2 separate regions of the Xenopus laevis genome follow, and region 2 is linked to region 1. A link is a contact called in public Hi-C data. All regions are on one chromosome and are shown on one strand. Each heading gives the region's core, a stretch centred on a gene start, on an enhancer-like site or on the middle of the called end of the contact. The rest is flanking DNA. Distances are from core to core; before and after follow the strand shown. Region 1 overlaps mob3b.L (MOB kinase activator 3B). Region 2 has its middle 3.7 kb from the start of mob3b.L.

Region 1 (5,764 bases), core at 1,311-3,810:
AATTCATCACAAGCCTATCCTCTGCTTCACACGGAGAGCCACATGAGATTGTGCTAATGAAGTGCTTGTGCGCAGGCAGAATCCTAAGCCCAGTCAACTGGTTAAAGATAAGAATTCAGCTGGACACTGCACACTACTAAGAAAATGCAGAAACCCAGCCTTTCTTAGCTAAATAATCCTCTCATTTGGAATAACCATTATAAAAAGATCCAATCAAATGCTTTTTCTTGTTACACGAACTGCATTAGACCAGTAAAACTAAACATTGATTCTTTGCTTTGGGAAAAGGGACAAACTCTGCCCAAACAATAAAAAGCTATTCTGGACTTTGGAATGTTAAATAGATTCCGTATGCTAAATGTCACACAGTGCTGTATGCTGGGAACTCCTCTGGTTGGGCTCTTCTCTGATGATATGAGAAGACATTTTGTGACATGTACAACCATCTGCCCCTTCTGCATTGCTGGTTCTGATACAATGGCCCTACATATGGGCTAATAAGCTGCCGACTCTATCTGTCGGCAGCTTATTAGCCCGTGTGTAGGGCCATCCTGTGGGCGTCCCTGATCGATATCTGGCTGAAAGTCGGGCAGATGCTGATCGGGCAGCGTAAAAAAATCCTGTCACATCGCAGCCGCATCTGTTCGTTGATGCGGTCCCGTGATCCGACCGCCCGTATCGCCTCCATTCTGATCAAATCGTTGGGCCCTAGGGACCTCAATGTGGGCATATTGGGGAGAGATCCACTCGTTTGGCAATCTCACTGTGTATGGCCACCTTTAAAAGAATGTAGCAGAAGCCAGCTGATAATCAGTCCTTGAAAAGAACAGAATTCTGTTACACTGTTTCAGGAGTCAGAACTGCTTTCAAATGGAATTTTGTTTTACAAATAACTTTAAAGGGGTGCCTTCACGTTAACTTTTATATAGAATGGCTATATCTATATATACAGTATATAAAAGCAACTGTTCAATTCTCCTTTTTTAAATAGTTTTTGAACTATTTGCTGTCTTCTGACTTCTTTTTCCAGCTTTCAAGTAATCTAAAAAACAAATGCTCTGTAAGGCTACAAATGTCTTGTTATTGCTATTTTTTGTTATTACTTATCTTTCTATTCAGGCCCTCTCCCATTCATATTCCAGTCTATCATTCAAATGAATGCATGGTTGCTAGGGCAATTTGTACCCTAGCAACCAAATTGCTGAAATTGCAAACTGGGGAGCTGTTGAATAAAAAGTCACATAAAAATCACAAATAATAAAAACCTAATGCAAAATGTCTCAGAATATCACTCTCTACATCATACTAAAAGTTAATTTAAGGGTGAACAACCCCTTTAAATCCACTGAACATTTTTAAATAATGTCTATTAAATTTTCTTTCATTATGCAGTTGTCGTGTGAAAAACCACTTTAACTCATATCTGTTACTGGCTGCAGAGATATCTCTCTAGCACAGACAGGTACATCACATTGCTGCAAATCTATTTCTATTGTCAGCTGGTACACTGGTAACATTATGCTTTCTGATTTGGAACACATTACACAGCCTTAATAACTGCTCCTTAAACACAAGCAAAGTAATACCTCTCGTGACACATATCTAAAGAAACTTCCATGCACCCTGACATCTGTTCAATAATGAAACTACTATCCTGGAGGGATCTCTCCTGGGTTGTGCACATGTCATTTGTTTGCTTGGGTTTGCTTCAGCGCAGCAAATTACTGGCCTATTAAATTGCCAAAACAGTTCACAGCACAGTTACTCCAAAGTCCAATCATGTGTAGTGTCTATTACTGCAATTCAGTGACTCTGCGAGGAAAGCAGCTGTAGGGAGAGTAAATAGCCTGCCACGCCTGCAAGAATCATACAGCTGGGTTCTCCAGATGTTATACATGAACTGAAGTGTCCCGCTGGCTAGCCAACACTTAATTATGGGTTTCAGGTCATAGGCTAGAAGTGCAGTCTAAGAAATGTCAAAATAAGAGGGTTTATTTACCACGCAGTTGCCTTGCGTCGCTTCGTGACCTTTCATATTCCAGATATTTGTGCTTAAAGTGATGCTGACACTAACAAAATATTATTCAAACTATTAATGTACATCGAAAATTCCCTATAGCTTATGTTGATCATCTTTCACTGATAGGGCTGCTTTTGTAAGTTATTGTTACTTGAAGTTCCTAAACCTGACTGTTTTGCCAACCTGACTGTCCCTTCTGTCAGTTTCTAATGCAAACAGACTACTGAAGCTCAAATATGACAGCCACTTCATAGTGGAACACGGGGAATCAGATAGGTAATGTAAAAGTGTCTGCAGATAATTTTATGGCAAAATTATAGATAGCATGCAAAGACAATATTATGATAGATATAAAAAAAAATAATTCTGATGTCAGCTGCTATTTGCACTTCAGCATAGCTGCACTGAGCACCCATGGTGTCTATATATGCAGGGGAAGCAAAACAAGCTTGTGATAGTTTCAGGGTTCCCATAGTGGCCTGAGGCAGTGCTGTCCAACTAGTGGCCCGTAAACCATGCCCCCTTTGTGTGGCCTTCTCCACACGAAAGTCTGACTGCTGTGACTGTTTACCTTGTGTAAACTTCAAAGGTATCAGTACTGAGATTAACTGAGATCCTGCATTGTTCACACATGTAACCCTATGCATTTCTCACACCTGTAACACCTCTATTGTTCATACCCCTAAAGCCTTGTACTGTTCTCAGACCCAGACTGAAACTGCCCATATTGTTCACACCTCATACAAACTGCTGGAGGGGCACCAGTGATCCTGTCTCCTGCTGTTGTCTGCCCGCCCTATGTGTGCCATATTCTGCCCACCCTGTGTGTGCCATACTCTGCCTGCCCTAAGATCCTTGTGTGTCATACTCTGCCATCCCTATGCGCCCTGTGTGTGCCATACTCTGTCTGCCCTACACTATCTGTGGGACGTTAGCCTGGTAGGGTTTGTTCTGGGGGTTTGTTAGCATTTGGAAATTGCTGTTAGGGGCACCTCTAGTGTTTTTATCATGTACTCAAGGGTGCTGTGTTATCCACAAGGGATAAGGCAGCATATGGATTTAAGGGTATGCATTAATATGACTTACATTTTTCACATATGAGTGATGAGTGATATCCCTGCAGTGAGCACCAACCATTTGGCTTTTTGGTGTGCCACCACAATTAATATGGGCATGGTTTTGTGGTAACATGGGTGTGGTTAAAAGTGGTGTGGTTTAAAAACAGGGAGTGGTCAACACCGGCTTCCATTATTGGCCCTCCACCACATAGGCCAGGAAAATCCTGGCCCGCAGAAGTTGGACAGCACTGGCCTATGGAATAGGACACAGACAATGGGGTATATTTATCAAAGAGTGGTTAGAGATCGCCACAGTCCTCTCCATTCATTTCAAAAGGTGTTTTTTATCAAAGGATGAATTTTCACTTTCACATATTGATAAATACTCTTTTAAAATCCCATAGAAATGAATGGAGAGTGGCGGAATTTCACTCTAGACGACTATGGCGATCTCTAACCACTCTTTGATAAATATAACCCAATGAATTAGATAGGTGCTCTGCCTTCAAGGCTCTATGCATCAGCCCCTAACAGATCAGAGCAGGAGGAGCACAGAATAGTCTAGATAACTTGAAATAAACTGTTTTATTAATGTGTCAGGCCCCCACACTTGATAAAGGGCAACCAGCAGGCAGCATCTAATGGGACAAGTATACATCTCATTAGTTGCTATAAGTTAACAAACATGAGCCAAGCCATGACCTTTATTAAATGACCCCTTTGTGTCACTGTAAATGTATTAATAGTGTTGGTGGCTATGTTCCTAGTGTTCCTTGTTGGAGAATGTCGGGAGGTTTAAATCTAAATTGTTTTCAACACATCATTTCTAGAATTAACACTGGCATAGCTGTGGCCAATGATTACAATTTACATTATATTTTAAAGTCTTGGTGTGTCCTTGGTAACCTAAACTATGGGTCTAGAAATGCCTGAAGAAAGATATCCCACGTTTTTAATTAGCTGCTTTCATCAATCCGGGGTGCACTTTTATCATGGACATTGTAAGGTAGTTTATGGATTGTAAGTCATATTTGCTGCAGTATTATTAAGTTTTTCTCTTGACCAAAATAATAAGAAACTTGGCAGCTAAAATGGATAGCATAAACTGTACAGATGTAGTTGTTATACCTGGAGAAATGACCAGACTGTTGCTAAAGAAAGCACTGTTTTAGTTGTATACTATTCATGAACTCTTACACTGGGCTAGTAATCATTGACATTTCTAATGTAATCACCTGGTCAGTGTAGATTTGAAAAAAACAGGCAAATATATGGTGAGGATAAGCACTAAGCCTGGATAAAACTCTTAACTAGGATGTTCTTGCTATTTTGAGACAACATCTTTAATATGACCAAAACATGTTTGAGAATAGGGCTTCCAATGAGTATGGCAAAGTCAACATCAAGACCTAACTGTCACCTCCTCACATTTCCAAACATTTTATCACAGTCCAAATTTAGAACAAAAATATGCAAAAAGCTACATAAGCAGTATCCTGCCAGAGGAGTTGTGACCACTTTAATTTGGCCAAACATGTAGATGACATCATTTTGTCAGTAAATGGTTTGATCCACTGTTTTGCCAGCCAACTGAATGACTAGACCCTTTAGCAGCCCTTTCAGCCTTTGATAGGTCTATCAAACCATTGCAATCATCTTACATGGAACAACAAGCAGGACTCTATCAGATTAATATGGACTTTTGGTCATTGGCAGAGGTCTTTCCAGTCTGGGTGAATTGAAAATACAGCATAGAATTTACCTGTCAAAAAATTGTATTGAATGACAAAAAATCATAAAAACAACCTAATAAATTTCAACCCCAAGAGGTGTATTTATTAGGCAGCCTGATTTTTGCTTGAGCTTTTCCCCTGGTGAAGACCCCTAATAGGGTTGAAACTGGTCATGGTATTTTTACGACTATTTTTTGTTGTACTTTGTATTAGTTCTAAAGGGCCAACTCCCTCAGCTTCATGTTTTGTGTTTTATTTTAATGAGTGTGCACTTCCTAACCTCTACCTAAATCTGAGTGAATGGGACTAGATCTGCAACATGAACCTGCACTGCTCCTTTGAACTCAGAAATGACTTAATATTCTTTGGCTACAAATGAAAGCACAACTTTGTCTGTGCATAATGGATCAAATCAATAAAATGTATGTTTTTAAAACTGCCATAGAAACAGCCACCTAGTATTATCAATCATTCTTGAAATGACTCCAGAAAGAAACCAGTAATGAGGAATATATACCTACTGGGGTAAATAAAAAACTTGACTGGTTGAAAAATAGTCTTTAAAAAAAATTAATAAGATACATTATTGGAACCTGGCAGTGAAATACAACAGATGAAAGGGTGGAATGAGGACAAAACCAATATCTAGGAGCACTGGTGATTTATAAAGGTTGAGTCTGCTTGTTACATCTGTTGCCCTTGTATGAGCTTAGTGATGATGTCATAACCAGCTCATGGATAAACTTCTTTCTAAACAAAAGCTGGTTGAAATCTATCTATCCTGCTCTTTCTTAGCACTTTCTCCCAGACCTTGGTGTTGTGTTTGCTGTGAATTTGTGTTATTTCGTTTATTTTACTTTTCATATCCAGGTCTTTTGCTATGCACCGCTTGCGTTACCTACAATAGTATTTCCATTTTTGTGTTACTCTGTCTGTGTTGCACAAAATAAAAT
Region 2 (5,764 bases), core at 1,881-4,380, 55 kb after region 1:
CAATGAGGCAATGAGGCAAGTTGAGCTACTCGCCTCAGGCGGCAGCACCCCCCTGGTTGCCAGGGGCGGCCTGGTAACTAAAACACGAATTTTCGGTTTTCAACCCGGAAATCTCTTCTAGTGCATAGAGCGTAATTGGCTCTAAGCAACATGGACCGACTCTGCCCATTCTGGCGCTCTAAAGGTGAGTGCTGTGGGGAGGGGCGGGGGCGGCAAAAGAAGGCCACCTCAGGCGGCATAATGGCTAGAATCTCCCCTGTGGCTTACCAATTTTATGATCATAACTTTGTAACTAAAATCCCCGTTTTGGTAAATACATGCACTTGCATTGATACTAAATTACTCAGGGGACCAGGGAATGTGCATTGATCAATCTCCTCTCTTTTGTTTGCTTGTATAATTTGTAGTCTATTGTCTTTGATGTGATTGTATATGGGAAAATATATCCAGCTACACTACCACAATTTGCATTATAAACATCATTCAACTATAAGTCAGCGGATGCAAGTTCTGAGCGAATCTTCCAGCCCTCATTTGCAACATTATATACAAGCTGTCCTGAGGCCTTAATAAGAGGCAGCAAGGGTTAATAGGGAGCAGCAGCGTAGCCAAGAGGGGGCTGGTAGGCATAGCAGAAGGGTTCATGAAATTGACCCAGGTCAAGACTTCAACTTAGAGTATGTGTACTGTGCTGTGGTGCAATTGAATGTGCAGTTATTGCAAAGCAGCTGCAGTAATATCAAGCAGTTAATAATGTGGCCGTTGGCATGTGCATTAGGGATGCAACAATGGAACCAGGCACATGTATTTGCTTCTGATCAGTCACACCAGTGCTCATGATTCTTATTAGCTGTGCATGTAACTTAGTGTATATAGGCAGTGTGCCAGCTGTGCACTGAATGTACCTTCCCACCACAGCAGACCCTGAAATGCTCCTCTGTACATGATGTTAATCCTTAAACCTTAAAGCAGGAAAAAATCCTTAAGGGTCAGGGCACATGCTCAGATTCGGGGTGAGCGGTGAGATGGCACTCGGATCGCTTCGTTTTCCGAAGTCGCCCGAAGTTGCCTCACGAGGAAACTTCGGGCGACTTCGGAAAATGAAGCGCTCCAAGTGCCATCCTGATGGTGATTTACATTCTAGCCAGCGGGAGCTAGTTCTGGGAGATTAGTTGCCCCGAAGAAGAGGGGATTTGTCACTGGGCGACTAATCTCCCCGAATCTGAACGTGTGCCCTGACCCTAATAGTGGTAGCAAAGTTATGTACTGGTGTGACACCTCAGGGCTTTCCACATGATGATACAGTGGAGGTCATATCAGCAGGTCTCCTTTAGGTCACAGAAAGAATCTTCTTGTCCTTACATACTAGCACATTTTTGCAGATCTGTTGCAACACCTTTTTTCTTTACATAGGAACAAAACAAACACAGGTCTATGGTGGCTGTCAATGAATTAAAATGTGACCTTCCCCCAGCAGTGGGTGGCTTGTAGCTATAGGATCCTGCGAGACTCAGTTTAAATCATTTAATCTTGAGGTTAAAGGAACAGTAACATCAAAAAATGCACTGGTAAAACTGCTGTGTTTACTTCAGGAACACTACTATAGTTTATATAAAAGATACATGATATTTTCATTACTTTAAAACACTTTAATTTTTTTGGTGTTACTGTTCCTTTAAGATCATTTGTGTACCCCAATGATTAATAAATCCGTTATATTTATTTCCTTTTCACACTATATTCAGCACAATCTTAACATAATGGTTGCATCTCTAGAGTAGTGTTTTTAAGCTGTGAGGCATGCTTGTCATTCTGTTGAGGCCCAGTAGGAATCCTTGCTTCCAAATATTATAATAGCTGCTGCTTTTTCAACATAGATGTGCCCGTCTTGCTTTTCCTTTTACACTACAATGTGAATCCAGAAGGGTTTCTTTAGTAACTTCAAGATACAACCCTGCATTACATTTGTTCTTGTTTCTTTGGAAAAAGTAAAGAACACACATATAACAACAATTCTTACAGCTACTCATGAGGATAATAGGTGCCTTTAGTAGTTTGATATTTGTTCTGAGTGTTCCTCGTGGAGAAACTGTTCAGTAGGAATGACCATAGGAACTGGTAGATACAGGAATGGGATCTATTACGCAGAATGCTTGGGATCAAGGATTTTTCCTTAATTTAGATCATCATACCTTAAAGGGGTTGTTCAGCTTTAAATAAACTTCTAGCGTGATGAAGAGAGTCTGTTTGCAGTTGGTTTTAATTTTTTTTAATTATTTGTGGTTTTTAAGTTATTTAGCATTTTTGCAGCAGCTTTTCAGTTTGCAATTTCAGCATTCTGGTTGCTAGAGTCCAAATTACCCTAACAACCCTCGCATTGATTTGAATAAGAGACTGGAATATGAATAGCCGAGGGCCTGAATAGAAAGAAGAGTAATAAAATTTAGCAATAACAATACATTTGTACATTACAGAGCATTTGTTTTGAGATAGTGTCAGTGACCCCTACAAAAGAGACAGAAGGCAAATAGTTCAAAAACCATAAAAAATAAAAAACTAAGGCCATCTGAAAAGTTGCTTAGAATTAGTCATTCTATAACATACTAAAAGTATGTAAAGGTGAACCACCCCTTTAAATATACGAAAATTGAAAGTCGATTAAATATTTAAACATGAAATAAACCCAATAGGATTGTTTTGCCACCAATATGGGTTTATGCAGCTTAGTTAGGATCAGATAGAAGCCAGGCACGTACCTCAAAAACCAAAAAAAATGTGTTTTATTTACATATAACAATTTTCTAATTAGTTATAAGCACAACAATCATAGCTGCTTTTGTGCTGTAAAGGAGGTAGACAGAGCTGTCAACCTCAAAGTAGGTCGGCAAGCACTCTGTACACTACTTGTTGGAAAAAAAAACGTTGAAGTTTATTTCTGGAAATTAAAATCATCAGTATCCCCAGCAGGGCTGGAAGTAGGGGTAAGCAGAAGAAGAGGCACTTGCCCAGGGCGCAAAGCTTAAGGGGCGCCAGGCAAATACGGCAGCCTACCCCTAGTCCGGCAACTGTTACCTCAGAAAAAGTGGGTGCGCTCTCTGACATCTAAGTGCTTTGCGCACAACTACACACGGCTGCGCACGCGCGTCCTCGGGTGCGCACGATTACGCACGCGCGTCCTTGGTTGCGCACGGTTACGCACGCGCGCCCTCGATTGCGCACGGTTACGCACGCGCGCCCTCGTTTGCGCACGGTTACGCACGCGCGTTCTCGGGTGCGCACGGTTACGCACGCGCGTCCTCAGGTGCGCACGGTTACGCACGCGCGTACTTGGTTGCGAATTGCTGCGGCTGGGTTGCCTAGAGCGGCTGGCAGATCGTCATAGCTGTTTACCTCCCCTATTGTCTCGGGAGTTACCAGATTTTGGCCTCTGTCTCCCATTAGTTTTTTTTAAACATTCCCCCCATTTCTGATGCCGCTTCATCCTGCGTTACTTCCGGTTATGGAAAATGGTGTGCAGCGCACGCAGCATATCCCTCTAGAAACAAGCAGTAAAAGTTGACCGCTCTGGGTAGATCACGATGAGACGTGGCCTCTGTATTAGATAAGGGTCATTTTAAAAAAAGCAATTTTCCACTCTGCGCCCTGACTCTGCTCTCTGTTGTGGCAGCCCCTATTAATTTTGAATTGCCTGCTTTAAAGAGTGGGCATCTCTCCTGCTGGAAGGGGCAATGGGGCCTATGACAGACAGTAAGGCCAGGAATACTACATCTGAAGATGCTGTGCTTAAAAATACCCCCAATGTGCAGATTCAGAACCCAGACAAACCCTGGGCATATCAACCATAAGTATTCTACCCAGGTGGCTTAAAAACCACCTATCATAGCAAAATTGGGTTTCCCCACTGGAGGTATGGGGCTGGGCTAATACAGCCTGCAGTCAGAATGGGGAAAACTGTATTATTTTGGCCAGAAAATGCCCCTAGCAATCACTATGGCGTACGCACAAGGAGCAACTGGTGCAGGTGGCCATGCTTGGTCACACACGCAAAGTTCCCAAGTTCCCAAGTTCCCCTGGTTGTAGTCAACTGATCCTACACAACCTTACATTGGTGCATTGTACCAGGGTGGAAGTGACTTGTAACTGGAGACAGCGATGTCCTCAGTCTGATCTGCACCCAACCCTAACAAGCAATGGTTGGTCAATTTCCTAAACCCACCCAACTGGCAGCAAACCTGCAGGTCAACCCGCACATCACTACTCACTAGGACAACAGAAATGTTTCTACTACAGTTTAGAATTGCATGCTCTACAAACTTGCACCTCATATAAGGGAAACAATGTTGCTAGATCAGGATGCTGCCTATCTGGACAAGTTGGATTCCTTAGCACTTTCTCCTTTGCATCCAAATCACTTTATCATTCCACTCTGCCTGTGTCACATGAATTAGAGATCTATCTATTTGCAAAGCCTCTGCATTGCATAAGGTAAACTAACTTATTCAATGCCTTGTCGCTATGAAACTTGTGGTTTGACTAGGCTAGAAAAAGCAGAGGCTTATTGGAACTGTAGCAATAAACCCAAGTAGCAGTGACAGACCGTTCATTTATATTAGGCTGGCCATTCCCATCTACCTTAATCTCACAGGCCAGTTGCTAAACAGGGGGATACACTCTCTGTTCTGGTACAAATACAGTTTTATGTGTGAAAACGCCAATAATCACTAATCACTCTGTCCATACAAATACAATTGTAGCCCATAATTGTCAGCAAAGATACTGTAAACACCTACAGAATGGATTTCTGACACTTAATGCACTTTGGAGCACTGCCAAATAAAGAGAATTTCTTCCCTTGCTATATAGCCCATCATTTTATAGAACTGAGATGAAATATTTTTATCTCCATAGAAACACTACTAGCATACTAAATTAGAGTGCAGACTCTAGCACAAGAGAGGGGAGAAAGCACCATTTATCTTTTTTTAAACACAAAAGTTGTACATTAGGCATTGAATTGAACATGCAACATATTCCTCTTTGCCTTTGTATGCACTTTATTTTTTTTAACTAGTCAGAAAACAATATTGTGATAGACTTTACACTGAGCCTTTTTATCAGCCATTTATGTTTGCTAGAAATACTAATAAATACTTTGTAATAGGGCACCGGTGTAACCCTTTGCAGTATGGCAATGGTGCCCATCCTTGGGTTTCCACAAAATGTTTAACCTAATTGTTTGCTACTTTTTCAATCAGCGTGGGAAAACAAATGCTCCCAGGTTAAGTGGTATGTTGTGGGAGGGTTGGCTTGGGGTGTGCTGTGTAATTATGTAGATTTGGAGAAGCACACATCTATAGCAGTGATCCCCAGCCAGTGGCTCATGAGCAACATGTTGCTCACCAACCCCTTGGATGTTGCTTTCAGTGGTCTCAAAGCAGGTGCTTATCTTTAAATTCCAGGCTTGGAGACAAGTTAACTGTATAACAACTAGAACAAACAGAGCAGCCTGTAGGCTGCCAGTTCACATAGGGGCTAACAAATAGCCAATCAAAGCCCTCATTTGGCATTCCCAGGGACTTTTTTTCTCATGCTGGTATTGCTGCCTGTCTCTTTTTACATTTGAATGGGGCTCCTGGGTAAAAAAGGTAGGGGACCCCTGATCCATAGGATGCGGGGCCGTGGGGTTAGCAATATAATTTATATAACTGGTGGCAGCCAAGATTGTGATATTGCTTGCCAAATTATCATGAGAAATGGCAGAATG

Evidence for each region. Hi-C and Micro-C count contacts between places; a contact is called where the count stands out from the background.
Region 2: a Hi-C map of the XTC cell line shows a contact between it and region 1, with 3 times the contacts expected there. The contact joins two enhancer-like sites. A contact is called at or near these places in 2 of 4 Hi-C or Micro-C datasets (the XL177 cell line and the XTC cell line).

The regions. Positions count from the first base shown.
Region 1 is chr1L:132,338,696-132,344,459 of Xenopus_laevis_v10.1, forward strand. The region is part of intron 3 of mob3b.L (MOB kinase activator 3B); the gene reads right to left. Among protein-coding and RNA genes, the nearest start is that of LOC108713948, 51 kb to the left of the region's middle. Within about 2 kb of position 2,561, at least 1 of the 7 cell types and tissues checked has an H3K27ac peak or open chromatin away from gene starts, as enhancers often do.
Region 2 is chr1L:132,393,376-132,399,139 of Xenopus_laevis_v10.1, forward strand. No RefSeq gene overlaps it. Among protein-coding and RNA genes, the nearest start is that of mob3b.L, 3.7 kb to the left of the region's middle. Within about 2 kb of position 3,131, at least 1 of the 7 cell types and tissues checked has an H3K27ac peak or open chromatin away from gene starts, as enhancers often do.